2 separate regions of the Dromaius novaehollandiae genome follow, and region 2 is linked to region 1. A link is a contact called in public Hi-C data. All regions are on one chromosome and are shown on one strand. Each heading gives the region's core, a stretch centred on a gene start, on an enhancer-like site or on the middle of the called end of the contact. The rest is flanking DNA. Distances are from core to core; before and after follow the strand shown.

Evidence for each region. A called contact is a pair of places that touch in the nucleus more often than the background predicts.
Region 2: a contact with region 1 is called in a Hi-C map of brain, with 4 times the contacts expected there. The contact joins the promoter of HSPA14 here to the enhancer-like site in region 1. A contact is called at or near these places in 3 of 4 Hi-C or Micro-C datasets (brain, liver and ovary).

Annotation. Positions count from the first base shown.
Region 1 is chr1:4,669,965-4,677,486 of bDroNov1.hap1, reverse strand. FAM107B (family with sequence similarity 107 member B) reads left to right here. Exons shown (of 6, transcript XM_064504798.1): 6 at 1-3,143. Among named protein-coding and RNA genes, the nearest start is that of FAM107B, 62 kb to the left of the region's middle. Within about 2 kb of position 4,071, at least 1 of the 2 cell types and tissues checked has open chromatin away from gene starts, as enhancers often do.
Region 2 is chr1:4,834,967-4,842,488 of bDroNov1.hap1, reverse strand. HSPA14 (heat shock protein family A (Hsp70) member 14) reads right to left here and starts at 3,340. Exons shown (of 14, transcript XM_026119352.2): 1 at 3,206-3,340; 2 at 3,039-3,119; 3 at 2,879-2,961; 4 at 1,771-1,819; 5 at 770-863; 6 at 563-653. The coding sequence starts at 3,262.

The DNA of each region.
Region 1 (7,522 bases), core at 2,822-5,321:
CCAGCTCCCGCTTAGACTTCCAGCGTTCCAGTGGTGGCTGCAGAAAGGCTTCTGCAGGTTGTCTCAGATTTGTCCCTCAAGAGGGAGAATAACAGCATCCAGGTGACACTTGCTGAAGAAGAGATTTTTTTTTTTTTTTTTTTTAATTCCTGGGACGTGTAAAAAGACTGTAACATAAACAGGTTGACTTGCCAAACGCAATCCTGAGACTGGATAAGGAGTCTGTTTGTCAGTTTGGTGTCATGGACCAGTCTGAAGTGCTTTCTCAGAGATTTTAACCAGGGATAGTAGAGAAACTTCTTCAGTGTTGCACTGCTTTATCTCTTGTGATCCTAGTTTAATGGAGATACCAAGATTATATTTTGCTTTAAAACAAAAAAAAAAAAATCCTTTTGCTGTGCAGGTAAATTTCCTCCTTCCAGCTCTGCAGCTTGTGTATAGCCCACAATAATTTGCATTTAATTAGAATTTGGATCAAATCTGGGAGGAAATGAGGTATGCTGATCATCGCTGCCCATCTGCACTGGGATAGATAGGTGTGGGAGAGCTGAGAATGCTTAAAATTCACCAGCAGTGAACAGCTAAGCAACCTTAAACCCCAATTCTCCCTGTTGAGAACGTAGAATCTGGGCTATGGAAGAGCAGAAATCTGATGATCCTCCCACTGGGGAAGATCCACAAGCTGATTTCTCTCTGTCTTTAAACTTTTCCCTTACAATATCGTGTATAGGCCTGGGCAGTGTTACCTGTGAATTTAGCTCTGTCATTTCTCAATGCAAAATGATCCGTCTTCTAGTTTTTTTTTTGAAATCCTACTTTGCTGTTGTGGCCTTTCTCCTCCAAGGACATGCTGATCTGAATACAGTGTTAACACATTACTTGGTAGTGTTTAAATTTATTTCCTGGCATTGAACGCAGGGATCTGATTCTGTCACTAGGTCCTGCTTAGCTCTTACAGGAACTTATTGCAGTTCCTGCAACAGAGCAGTATTTAAACCAGGCCAAACTGATCATTGGAATCTACTGAAAGGGATTTCTTTTTTTTTTTTTTTTTTTTTTTTTTTTTTTTTTTTGTTGCCCTAAAGTGAGGCATAAAATGAAATTCATTTTATCCCATCCTTCCTCGTGCCTCAAGAAAGAAGGGAAGTGTGTCATCATTGAGCCTTAGGATCCAATTCTGTCACCGTCTGCCTTTCTGCAAGTTGCCTTTGTGACTTGCCTTTGAGTAAAATACTACTCATCTTGCGTAGGGATGGCAGATCTGATCCTTCATGCTTATGACTACTAGTTACCCAGGAAAGCCTGGGATGAGGAGGGGGGAACAGATTACTCATGTGGGAATATAGAATTGGATTCTTAACTGGTGCGAGTGGGTGCAGATAACTTATCTTGAGAAGTTGGGGAGAAATCCTCATCTTTGAGTGGCACATTCCTAGCTCTCACTGAAGCTGTGTTCATCCATACCAGCTGAGGATCTACTCATGGTCTTTGCCTTAGGATGTTAAACAAAATAATTTCTACTTTGTAATTGCATTGAACATAACTGCTTGAGAACACTTTTTATTAAGGTCAACAGTGGCGTGTTTGTATTGTAAAGATGGTGGGGGAGGGCTGATTTGTTTGTTTTTTAGTTTGTTTTGCCTTTCTGGTAGATATTGGACATTTTAAATACAATTTCAGCTTAGTACTTGGGACAAAATGCTCCCAATTAGCAATGTCTCCTAGATATAGCCTTCCATTTGTCAAGATCCAAGCATTTCTTACGAGGACACAATCAGATCAAGAGTAAATTAAATTGTGATAAGTGTATTGCCATTGACTTAGATTTTCAGTGTGACTCACGTCTAGAAGATTAAATGTGAAGCTGGTTTACTAGACTCTTCAGATTGTGGACTACGAAAGACAAAGGCCAAACAGAAGACTCTCCTATGTATTTTCTCAACAAAGGAACACCTTAACTGTTGCAGACTTCTTCCCTCCCTCCCTTCCTTCCTCTGGAAGGAGAGGATCTTCATTTCTGGCAGCACATTGTTCAAACACTTGCACTGATTGAATTTGTTTCATGTTGTTGATTGTTGAGGCAGCACTGTATGCTAGATTTCCATACCACTATTGTTTTATCTTAGCCTTTCCCTGCCTACCACACTTCTTAATATCTGTTGGTTTCCACTCTGCAATTGCTTTCTGTTCAGTATGGAAATCTTTGGAAACTGGGGAGAAACCCTCTTTTGCCTTGACAAGACCATTTCTTAGCCATTTTCCCTCAATGAATATGGCAATCCTCCTGTGCATACACAGTGAAGTGAATGAAGCTGGGCGTAATCCAGATGGCAGCAGCGTCTGTGCTGGGGGGCACTGCTCTTTGACTTCAGTGAGTGTTGGATTGGGCCCTTTAATGATGAATGCTTTCTGCTTTCTCTTCATATTGGCTTGTGATTCAGGGTAGAGTTTCTCCCTCTGAAACACAGGAAGCCAGAAAACACCCTTGTACATACAGTGTGAAGTAGATTTTTGTTTCCAGTTGCAATTCTCTATACGAATAGGACATCGTGTTTGTTAGAGCACCTTTTCTGCTGATCTTTTAGGCTAGGAATCCACATCACCTTTGTGTTGATTTGACAGGCAAAAGCTTGTCTTTAAAATCAGGATTGGGCTAGAATGTGCAACCCTTAAATGGGTGGTCAGCTAGTCACACCACAAGTGTCCTGTGCGGCTGCTCAAGTAAGAAACTGCTTGCCAGCGAAAGCAAGCAATTGTTGATCTGTTCTTTAGCTATATGAATTTTGAAGCAATCCTGCAAATACTTCAGCGAGAAATCTTTCTGATTTAAAAATGGCTCACTTTTACCACTTTTGCTTCTTAATAAGGCAGTACTTTTTTAAAACTCTCTTGCTTTTGATAGTATAGTAGTAAATTTTTAGACTCTTTGTGACTTTAACCTTCTGTTAATATCTGCATTTGTGAGTGTACATATATAAATATATATAAATATAAAAAGGGAGCCTTAATGGATTTGTTTTCATAATTTAATATTTTTTGTATTTGCTCTTGTATAATTGTTTTTAACTAAAGGTATTACAAAAATGAGGGTGGAGTACTTAGAACCAAAGTTATGCTTAATAAAATCTACTACATGCTTGGAATATGCAGTGGTGTCTGTCATGTCCTGCTGAAGTCAAAACCCTGGAGACTGCAGTGAGATATCCAGGTTATTTAAAATTCTGCAGTGCGGGGGAAGTATCAAGATCACAGTGACTCTTCGTTCTTTAAAACTTCACCTGTGTTTGTGTGTGCAAAATTATTGGCAAATCGTTTTTAAAGATGCAGAAAAAAGTTTCTATTATCACTTGAATATTCTTGTCACAGAAAATTTTTAGAAGGACTGTGTAGCTGTTTAGCTAATGCAAGGTAAGGCAGCGTGAGGAAAACATGTAATGGGATTAAATAATTGTGGAAATCATTCCCTGTTCTGCTAACTTTATTAAAATGCACGAGGCAAAATTCACCCTTGGAATCACCAGCACTACAACAACTCCATTCAAAAAAGGCAGTGAGAAAATAGCAATGAGCCTGGTCCTGGGTTCAGTCCTACAAAGGACTTTAGTAGAAATGCTTCAGTCCTACAAAGGCTTTTAGTTTAGCAGGCCTGTGGTTCTAGTAGGGAAACCTGGATGTGTAAAAGCAAGTACACGCTCATATGGTTTGTTGGGTTAGGGTCATATTGTTCCATGCCTTACAAAATTGAACCAAGAGCAAAATCCTATGTTAACAGCAAACTGAGAGAACTAGCGATAGGGGGAATAGGGCAGGAAGAGGTGAGAGAGATGAATTCTTTCTGAAAATGCTTAGATATTAATGATGAGCCCTGGTCAGCCAGGGACAGGAGTTGATGGAAGGAGAGACAGAAGTGCTAGGGTGAAATGAAGTGGGGGAGGAGGAGAGGAGCAGTGAATTCAGAACAGATGTCAGGAAATGCTTTTTCCTTCAGAAACAGCTCAGCATGTGGAATGGATCCTGACAGTACTGCTGATGCAATGATGCTGGACCTGCTCCAGGAGCTGTCAGATGTGGGGGAGGTAAGAAAGAATAGAGAGTTAATAAGGGATAGGTTTCTGTGGCCTGTTGAAGATATTGCCCTGTGCTGTCTTACCTCAAGCATGTCCAAATGTGTTTTGAATTATCCTTTGATATTTCACTCCAGCTCCAGAAAGAAAACAGAGTGGAGGGTGTTTGATCTGCTTTTGTAGCAAGTCCAGCAAAAAGATGATCTTCCTTTTGTATGCTTTTTTGGATTGCACTGAGCTAATACATTTTGTCATGTGGCTTTTGCAAGCACAGGTCTGCCATGGAGGGATCCTCACGATGGGGGCTCTGTTTGTGCTCCCCTGGCCGTATGCGAGTTGGTTGTGTCATGCCATAGCTTTGTGGAAAGAAGTACCTTGGCCACTGTTACAGGGGCCATAAATTGTCATTCATAATTTAAAATTGCTTGATTAGACTTGGGTTGTCATTTGCACTGCAGTAATGAACTGAGTAAGGTGGCTGGATAGGAAATGACTTCCCTATTGCGGTTTCCATAGGATCAGTACTCATATCTGTAGGGTGAAGAATGGGAGGGCAAGTTTGATTCTCAGCACATACCAATGGGAAGAAAGTTCAAAGTGGATGAGATCTGGCGAAGCAGAAAGACGAGGTATCTTTCCCCTACCACCTGCACTTTCAACTATTTTCATAGCACTTGAAATCTTTCACCTGACAGGGCAAAGTTCTGCAGTGCTCTTGTAAATATTAATGATGCCTCTCCTTGGTGGAGGCGATGGAAACTGTGGCCCAGAGGACGTATTTAGCGATGGTAACAGAACACAGATCTCCTGATTTCCACTCCTGTGCTCATCTTTCATGGCCCATTTTTTGAATTGCTTTAGACCTTGTTAAAGGCTTCATTCAGTCCCTCACACTGGCACTTGCTGCCTCCATTGCCTCTCTGAATTTACCTAGAGACTATTTCTATTCCTCTTTGACTGGGTACCTAGGGGTTCATCGCGCTGAACATCAGATGGGTACCTTTGAGCTAACCATCTGGATTTCATTTACATCAGTGCAGAGAAGCCAACCCTCTGGACTGCAGGTCCTTTCCTTTCCTTCGATTATAAGGGAACCTGCATGCATAACTCAGCGGGAACATCATCTATGCTGTAGGACTCTGAAGCTGGATGATTTGAATGCCACCTATTAATTTTTCCCATTTTTATAATGCTACCCATTAATTTTTTTCACAGAATTTTGCAACTTAATAATGATTAGGCACCCAAATACCTTAGTAGATATGGCCTTAAATCTCTTGGTGCTTCCTAAATAGAGATAATGATCCCTCCCTTTCCATTGCACTTCCCAGCTGTTTGTACAGGCTCTAGTGCTTGCTTAGAGCAGTGGAGTCCTAATCCTAGCTGATCCCGAAATGCTGTTGGAATAGGTGGCCTGTACAAAGGGCTAGTGGGAAGGGACCTGCAGGGCTCTCACTATAGCTGTAGTAATAATTATCAGAATAATAATTTTCTGAATTAACTTCTATTATATATCCCAAGCCTAATCTCTCCAGTTGATGGCATAAGCAATTTAATACATATTGAAGCTGGCACAGGGAAACTTCAGACTGATTAGGTGGGAAGAAATTTGTACTACTTTCCCCCTCTTCAGCTGCTCAGAAACAAATCTTTCATAATGCAATTGAAATGCCAAGTCTGCTTCATTGTGCTTGAAAATTAAAGAGTGCCCAGCAAGCCTAAGCCCCTTAGCAGGGTTCATTTGAAGCTTGTATCACACGGTATGAAAAGGCAAAGGAAGCGGCCTGCAGAGCTCTCCCTCGTGAAAGCCGAATCCACCTGTCGGCACATCTGAACTTTTCTTTCTGAAAAGGGGGATCGCTTTGTTTTGTGGTGTGGGGGCTTTTCCTGTTGAGTCCGGTAGGATATCTTCTTTTGAACTCTTTTTTGGTAAATGAAGCCTAAAAGATGCTCCAATGAAAAGCTGAACAGGAATTTGCTTTCATCACTAACAGAAGAAAAAGAGAGACTTTCTTCAAACTTACGCTGTCAAACCTGGGAGGCCTTTCCTCACAGAACAGTCATGGATTGTAATGAGTAACTTTCCTCAATGTATAACTTCAGCATTTGTCTTCAATCAGTTTCTTGGCTAGTAGTTTAGGTGAGTTGTCCTCCGTGCTGGGTTGTATTTTAGGATCCCATTGTAAAAAGTTGAACTGAGGTTCTGTTGGAAAGGGTGGCTTTGGAAAATGTGCTATTCTTAGTCACGTGCCCCCTACATTTCAAGACTATTGGTTCATTAGGGAAAATTTCCTCCCATTTGGGATATATTTAGAGTTAACTCATTAAATATCAGGGAGTAAGTTCTCTTCACAACAGAGCTCTTGTATTTTTGTCGTTTCCTTGCGCCAAGGGAGTTCCTCCTGCACCAAGGGAGTTCCTCCTTCGCCAAGAACTCTGTTGGCTACGTAGTTGTCAGGTAGTCTTCCTAATCCCCACGACTGGAGGTGAATAGCAAACTACTGACAGCTTTAAAGTCCCCTCAGGGGGAAGACCTGCTAAATCCTGATGCTCAAGAGTAGGAATCCCTGCTGTTTGGGGAGGGGAGGAGAAAGGAGGTGATAAAAGGAGGACTGGACAGTGGGGGAAGGTGAGACCCTGACCAAGTTCATCTCCTTATCCAAGATTAAGCAGCAAGTCTCCCTTGAAGGTGAGTACGGCCTACAGCCCTGTGCATGACATCATGTGTTCCTGTGTTCAAATCTAATGTATCATATGTCTTGTTTTTTCTTTCCCTGAAGCCTCATTGTGCTTTTGATTCCTCTTCTATTGTTTCCTTTCACCCCAAACTTTTGTTGCCTACTCAGGCCTCCCTTCCCTTGGATTATTTCCCAGGGCTGGTTTGTAATGAAAGGCATTTAATTAGTTACAAATTCTTGGATTGGTGCATAAACTGGGTGTTTGAGGCTGACAACCACACTGACTTTCAGGATGAAGGGAACCCAGCCTGACCCTCCACGTGTTGGTGTGGGGAATGGAATCAAAAAATATTCTATATGCAGGGGGAAATAGCAAATAGGACTGAAAAAAAGGAGGAGAAAAAAAACCTGAGAGTGTAAAATGAGCCTGGGCAGCCAACAGTAGCATTAGGCCCAGGAGACTGGATGTCTGACAGCATAAATGAGCAACTAGTATAGCTGTATCTGAGCTTTGTCTCAGAGCCCCACTTAGAAGGAAGGGAGGGTCATAGTGATAAAAGCCTGATGGGGATGAGAAGGTGGATTTAGGAAATGTGTTGTGTGTTTAGTAATAAGCCCAAAACACGTAGAGAAGCAATCCCGTGGCAAATTCCAATTGTCCTGTTTAAAGCAATAAGAAGACTCTCTGAATTATTTACCATCCAGATTATTTGCCTCTCGTACACTAGAATCGAGAGCGGCTGTTTCCAGGGACTGTTGAGACACGATGAATACCTGTGC
Region 2 (7,522 bases), core at 2,091-4,590, 170 kb before region 1:
ATGGAGCACACTAAGAGCAGAAGCAACAGTAGCATGAGATATCCTATACTGCCCTGCCAGGCTCTCTTAAACTTGGCCAAGAAACCATATCTCCAATAACAGGATTTTTGTCTTTGTACATATTCAGCATCAGCTCTGTGACAAAAACAGTCCTCAACAATATTATGTAATGCCACTTGGGTTGGTGAGTTTTGCTGTGTAAAGACGTGGAAAAATCACTGAGGAAGACACAGAGACAAACTGTACACATTATTCTAAGAGCACACTGAAGAGCCATTAGAGATAACACTTCTGAAATGAAATTCTGTCCTTGATGTTATCAAAACTCCCTCCCACTTAAACTGATTCAGAATTTCACTGGTTATGACAAAGTGAATACCACAAAAAGTTACTAAAGTTAGGATTTTATTTCCAATTATTGCATTTTCGCTATTCAGACTAGCATTCCAAATTCTCAACTGATGGCTAAAAGCTGAAGTCCAGCAATGAGAAGTCTCCTGCTGATCTGCCAGCCGGTCTGCTTTAGGCACATTAAATAACAGAAAAATCTTAATCCTCTTACCCAAGGGCATTTTTCTGATTCTCTCCAAAATCAAATGGTACAGTGATAACAACGTCATTTACATCTGAACCCAATGCAGACTGAGCAGTTTCTGTTTATAAACATAGGCAGAACATGTTGATTAAAAGCAAAAAACCAACACACCACATCTCAAAAATATGAGGACAGCTTAAATTAAAATATCTTATGATTTTACTTATTATATACCTTTCATTTTACTGAAAATGAGTTTCGCAACATCTTCTGGATTAATAAGTTTATTATCTATTTCATAGTGAAGTTTTCCATTCTTCTCAATTATCTGTAAGCAAAACCAACACATATTCATAAGACATATAATTTGGTTATTATTGAAAAACAATGTTTAATTCGATTTCCGTTCGAAGTCAAAAACATTGGACTTTGTAAATACTCTCTATGCTAGTATTCTGCTGTAAGGGAATAAACACTTCTAAAATATTTATCAAAGACAGCTCACCAAGAAACCTTGTATTAACCAATAGGATAGTGACACTGATACGGACTTAAAGGCTCCAGACCTCCTTTCACAATTAAAGGGTTTTCCTTAGTACAAAAGTAAATTTCAGAGCAAGAGTGTTTGCTTGCTTATATTCAGTAATGGTTATCCACATAAGCCTACCAATACGAAGAGTCAAAGACTAGTGAAAAAACTCATTCCTCCCTTAGCGACGAGTCAAAACCTGGTTACAACTTCCTAAGTGGTGCTCACATACTCAAAAGCATGTGAGGTAAAGAGCGAGTTTTGTATGATTTAAGGTAATTTTTCTCTCGCTTTGCCACAAAGTTTCCAGTAACAAGCACAGTATTAGCCAAATAATGTGATTAAGTCAAGGGGTTAACCATTTGCGAACACAAAATGCCCTACCCTGAGTAACTTCTACCAGCACTAAGAAACACAACAATGCTATTATCTGAATATATTAAAGAATCATCCCTTTTAAGAATGGCCCAGAGACATATGTAATTTTTCTGTTGGACTATATTACGATGGCAGATTTCAGGACATGGTGAAGCCTCCACCTTGTGAAAAGAGAAACACGTTCTACGTAACATCATACACACCTCATATAATGGGAGCTGATCGCTAAAAAACACAAGCACGGTGTGACACAAACAATGCAATAAAAAATACTAGAAAGTGATACAAGTTATTCTGAGAACAACAACAAACATTAGATCATACTTACTGAACACTTGCTTTCTGTAATATATTTTTCAGCTTGTGGGTCACCAGAGCTATCAAGACAAATTCAGAACAGCAGAATAAATCATATAAATAATTCAATATAATTATAGATAAATATGAAAAATTCATCTTGCTGATGTTCTCAGTAAGTTCTATAGTATATAAAACTACACTTCAGCCAGAATTCCTGTTCTCCCTATGGATATATCTGTATCAGAGGGAAAAAAAATGGTTCTGACCATTGGTATCCTTCAATCTCCTCCCCCAAACTAAGAAAGAAGCAAATTTCTGAAAGTTAGAATAAACAGCACGTAACATTAAAAGGAAAAAAAAAAATCTGTTTTAACCTAATGTTACCCTCAATAATCAGTTATGAAAGATTTTAGTGTCACTTTTATTGCATTGACTGAAACAACATGGCAGCAATAAGCTAACCATCTTTAAACTCTGATTGACTACAGAAAGATATGGCTCTGAAAAAAATGCTAAGAAAAACATCAGAACAGACAGCTTCTTGTCAACTCATTTCACTTAAAGAGCTGCAACATACAACTAAATTATCACTGAAATGTTTTGTGGAATCTCTCACGTCAGACCTAAACCAGCAAGTTTAGTTTTAAAATCATTGTAGTTGTCACCGCAAATCATCACAGGTCCACTAACTGCAGAATAACAGGAGGCATTTCATCAATGCATTTCATCATTGTCATAATAAGCAATTCAAGTTTTTAGATGAACTAAGCCAGAACTGATTTTATCTTTAGTAAGATGTTCAGCTAAAAAATATGAGTTTTTAGGTAAGGAACCTAAGTACCTATCAAAAGCAAATGTTCTATTTATTATTAAACTCCTGTTGAAATTTGAATATTGAAACAAATTCAGATACAAAATACATCTGTAATGCAATGTAGGATGAGTTTTAGTAATATGACATACATACACTCCTGTCAAAGCCAGGTCAACTAAACTGCTATTGCTCAAGTATAAAGTTATCTACGATATAAAATATCTTCAGCAGATCAACTTCAGCACTGCAACCACACCTCCCTGAGCAGCTTCGACGGGGGAAACCAAACTCCTCGACTTTCGCTTCGCACCTACTCCCTTACCTCCGCCCAAGGATCTGCTTCACTTTCACCACAGTGTTGGAAATGTTCCTGATCCTGCTCTGCTTCGCGGCCAAGCCAACAACCTGGGGGAGAAGCGAGCAGAGCGTAAGCGCCGGGCGGCGCTGGCCTCCCCCGGGGCAGGGCCGCGGACCAGCCTCACCTCCTCACTCTCCGAGAACGCCACCACGGCGGGGGTCACCCGGTCTCCGGCGTCGTTGGCCACCACGTCCGCACGGCCATCCTGAGGAGAGAGGCACCGCCCGTGAGCCGCCCTGCCGCCACACGGGCGCAGGGACCCCAACCCGCCCGTCGCGCCCGGCCCCTCACCTTGTACACGGCGGCGCAGGCGCAAGTAGCGCCCAGGTGGACGCCGATGGCCGCCATGAGCCCCCCGCGCTCCGCGCGCGGCCCCCCACAATGCACTGTGCCGCCCTCTCCGGTCCCGCCCCCCTCACTGGACCAATCACGCTGCCCGCTTCGACCCACCCACCAATCAGAGCCCGCAATTCCCCCTCCCCTCAAACCAATCGCAGAGAAGCGCAAGGCTTCCCTTCTCCCGCCCCTCGTTCCCTGCGCCGCCGCGCTCCGCGCCGCTTGGGGGTGTCGTCATCGGCGGAGCGGCCAATGAGAAAAATCGGGAGAAGGGCATCATCGGGCATAGTAACGGGGCAGAGCCGCCGCGGGAGGGGGCGGTGGCTTCGGCGTCAGCGGCCGTTAGCAGCGCGGTCCTCGCGGCCCCTCCGGGCTTCGTATGACAGAACTGCGCGAGGAATACCAGTGTCTTTATTTTCTTCTAGAAACAGCCCCCAAGCACCCTTGTCCTTGCGTGCGAGCCCCGGGAAGCCCCGGCCGTGAAGGCTCGGTAGGCGGCTGGCGGCCTGGCCCTGGGGGGACCTGGTCGCGCCCGGATTGGCGGCCGCGGTCGCCGCCGCTCCCTGTCACGGAAACCTGCCGCCAGCAACGGCCAAACCGCAGCTAAAAATTCAGCCTGGCCCCAAACGACCCAATGGTTAAGAAAGCAGGGGTTAAAACAGAGGAAGGTGAATGAGGCTATTTCGTGCCTGCACTGCGGGGGCGGCAGGAGGTTGCTTTATGTCAAAGGTTTCTTTCACAGTTTAATTGCAGGCAGTGAAGCACATGGAGACGGTGCAAGTATTTGCTTCACGTGTCATAATTGCTGCCAGTCAAGCTTGCATAGTCTAACTGTGCATGACCAATGTCTGAAAAGTAAAGCTCAGTATCTCCTTATGCTACAGTGACACCAGTGAAGTCCATCTCATGATTATTACATGAAAAAAGAAAACAAAAAGCTTTGAATCCATGTGCTTTTTAAGTCATGCTTTGGGAGAATTTAATGTCATACAGAGCTCGCTTCTTTCCGACAAAAACCATTGCCATGCTGAAGGCTGCTCAGGTTTCACAGGACCTGATATATGAACAGCTGTTTTGGGGCAGTCTTTCTGGTCCTAGAAAACCCTGGACCTTTGTGTTTCTCAGGTGTGCTTCAGGCAACAGCCTGCTTTAGGGACAGCAAAGAAAGGTTGGCTACCTTCCCCCCCGCCTCAAGTTTAGGTGTGTTACAGTAGACTTCATAACACAAGTTGCGTTTAATAGCAAAAGCCTTTTGCTTTTGGCTTAGTGTGGTGTATTGAAATATGTATTACAATAATCAAGCAGTTGATAAACAAGCTAAGAGGGCCTATAATAGAAAGGGAGAGGCGAATGGGTTTAGCAGCAATAGATCTTGAATCAGTTTGGGAAAAGAAAAGGGGAGAGTATTTTTAGACTGTTATATTTGAGCTAATGCACAGAGGAGAGGCATCGCAAACCAGTATCCAGGGCACTTTTGGTGTCATGTGCCTGCAGATCCCTTTTCATGAACACTCAGGGAGCAGATTTTGGATGCAGCCAATTTCTCCATGTACCTTAGAAGACAGCAGAGTCACCTAAAAAATGCAACTTTTTGCCCTCCCACTGTAAATATCTCAGTACTTCTGTAATAACTCAGGTTAGGGTGTTTATTTGGCTCTGATTTCCAAAAGGAGTCTAAATGCAATATAATTCCATCTCACTGCACCATTCAGAAGTAAAGATTGTCCTTATCCTTGCTTTATACATGATACGCAGATGGCTTAAAGGAGCGTGTGAAGATCACATGAGAGTTAAAGGAGTTAACCAAGGTCACAAAGGAATTTTGTGTCACAAAACTTATCCTGCGTTTCCTAAGTATCCTAGTCACTCTAGGACTGTCTCTCTTGGAACAACTGAGCTTGCTGAAGTCTGACCAAGGGGAAGCCTGCCTGGAGCTCAGATTGCCTGGATTCCATGTGCACGAGATGATCCCAGGGGTTGATAAAGGCAAAACTTGTACAGCTGAAAACAATACCTTTAAAGTGTTTCCAAATTGTAGCTCCTTTCTGCGTCCCTTTGTGAACAGAGGAATGGAAAGGGAAAAAGTATAGAGATGGACAGGAGAGACCTGTAGGGATTGGAGAAAGTATTATAGAAGGGTGTCTCAGGACAGAAAGCAATGAAGAGGAGGGTGTCTTTGGCAAAGGTGAAGATGGAGGGAGTCTAAGAAGAGACATTGAAGTTAGGAGGATAAAGGAGAAAAGAAGCCCCTAGTACAGGAACCCTCCAAGAATAGCTTTCTCATGCTTTCTCTGAAATCCTAGTTCCATTTGCAACATTTTTTGCTGATAGACTCATATTGGGATTAGAATATAAAACTGTATGTGTAATTTGTGTGTCAAAAAGTGATTGTGAACATGCTGCCAAAGTCTCTGCTACACAAATGTGCACCGTTTATTTCATGCCTCTGCAATGCACATCCATGGTTATTTTCCGGATGTTGTAATGCTATGGACACGTCAGGATAGACACAAAGAACTTCTGCTTATTTTAACTAAAGCAGTTAATACTCCTTTCAGGTTCAAGCAAACCTGCATGGAAGCAGACACCCTGGCAGAAGATTATGGCAGTTGATTAATGCAGACAGTAGTAGTTGTTCGGGAGCAAAAAGAGCTCATCTGCCCATGCCCTTCATATCTTTTACGATAGCATCCATAGCTAGTGGGAAGCTCTGGAGTTGCACTGAGTCTGGGATAGCTGAGACATGGGTAACACTTCTAAATAAAAATGTAAAAGGCTGCCCTGCTTACACTGGCAGTTCTGTAAATGAGTGAAAGCCTTAATACTCTTGCTGTTCATCAAGGATAGGGTTGAGGAGCAGAGTACTGAAGCCAGCAGCAGTGTGGACTCAGGATGCAACTTGTGGTTTACATCTTTACACCTCCAGGAAGAGTCTTCCCTCTAAGTCAGAGGCAAGAGATAGATGTGGCTAGGATTTGATTAGAGGCCTGTACAGCCGCAGGTACGTTCATCAGGAAGCAGGCTCACCATGCTCGGGTATGCTCAGAGAGGGATTTCTTAACTCCCTCTGCCAAAAATCAGCCTCCAGTTTAGCCAGGTACATTGCTGAAACTTGTTAGTATTATTTCCCAGCTGACAAGCTAGTGGCACAAGCCTTCGCAGTGAGAGTAGGGCAGGATCTCTGAGCTCCCCAGTCTCTCCCAGTCCATGGCACATCTCTCAGCCAATCCAAAAACCAGACTTGGCACAGTGAGACCAGCTGTTAGCACAGTATAAAATGAGCCTTTGCAAAAGCTCAAGCTATTTTTGCACTGAGAGCTCACAGTCAACTAAGAAGCTTGGATGCAGAAGTGGATTCCCCTGGCACTGTGCATAGTAAGGTGACTGCTGGAAAATCATGGAGATTACAGCAAAAAGGGAGTAACATCTGCTAAGTATTTTGAGTGGAAGCAAGTGTCTCTATTGAACAACAGACTGTTTCATGGCTGGCAAATAGTATATGCTCTAAAATTCCCCCTGGGGTGAGGGAAGAAGGAGGAGAGAACTTCTTTTAATTATCTCGTGCATGTTCTGACTTAATTCTGAGGCAGTTAAGCTCTAAGGAGGGTAGAGACAGCAGCTGCAAGACCATGGCCTGTGATCTTCTCCAGCCTTGGGATGTAAACAGGGTCAGTGGAGTCAACACTCAGGAGGGCGTTAGGGAGAACTCAGCTGCCATGGGATCTGGACAGCAGTCCAGCAGGTGGCACTTCCCTCCTGGTTTTGAACGCGGCCGGTTCCCTGAGATGGCATGAGACTGTACGGTCCCACTGGAGGTGCTGACTTCCTAATGATGTAAAATTTCCTCCCCCGTCACTTGCGCTCATAAAAGCTTCCAGGGGATTTTTTTTTTTTTTGCATAGAAAGAGGCCTAAATCCCAAGCAGTAATTATATCATCATGATTTCTTGCATCACTTATTTTGGGCACAGGAATACATTTCCCTGTCTCATGCTATTGGGAGGTCTGTCTGTGTATCACCCCCAAAGGCACTGGATTTCAGTGGAGAATGAAAGCCATTTCTGATTGTGCTATAACACTTGCCACACATTTCAAAGCACGCTTGACAAAGTTGATTTCAGTATTCTCATTGCTTCGCTGTCACAGTAACTAAGTCACATGGAAAAGGCAAGTTCATATTACTAGATCAGATTGATTAAATCTTTCTGTTAAGTTTTAATAAGCTGAACAAAATGCTTTTTAGGAGTAGAGGGTCAGGGCTGACTGCCTTGGA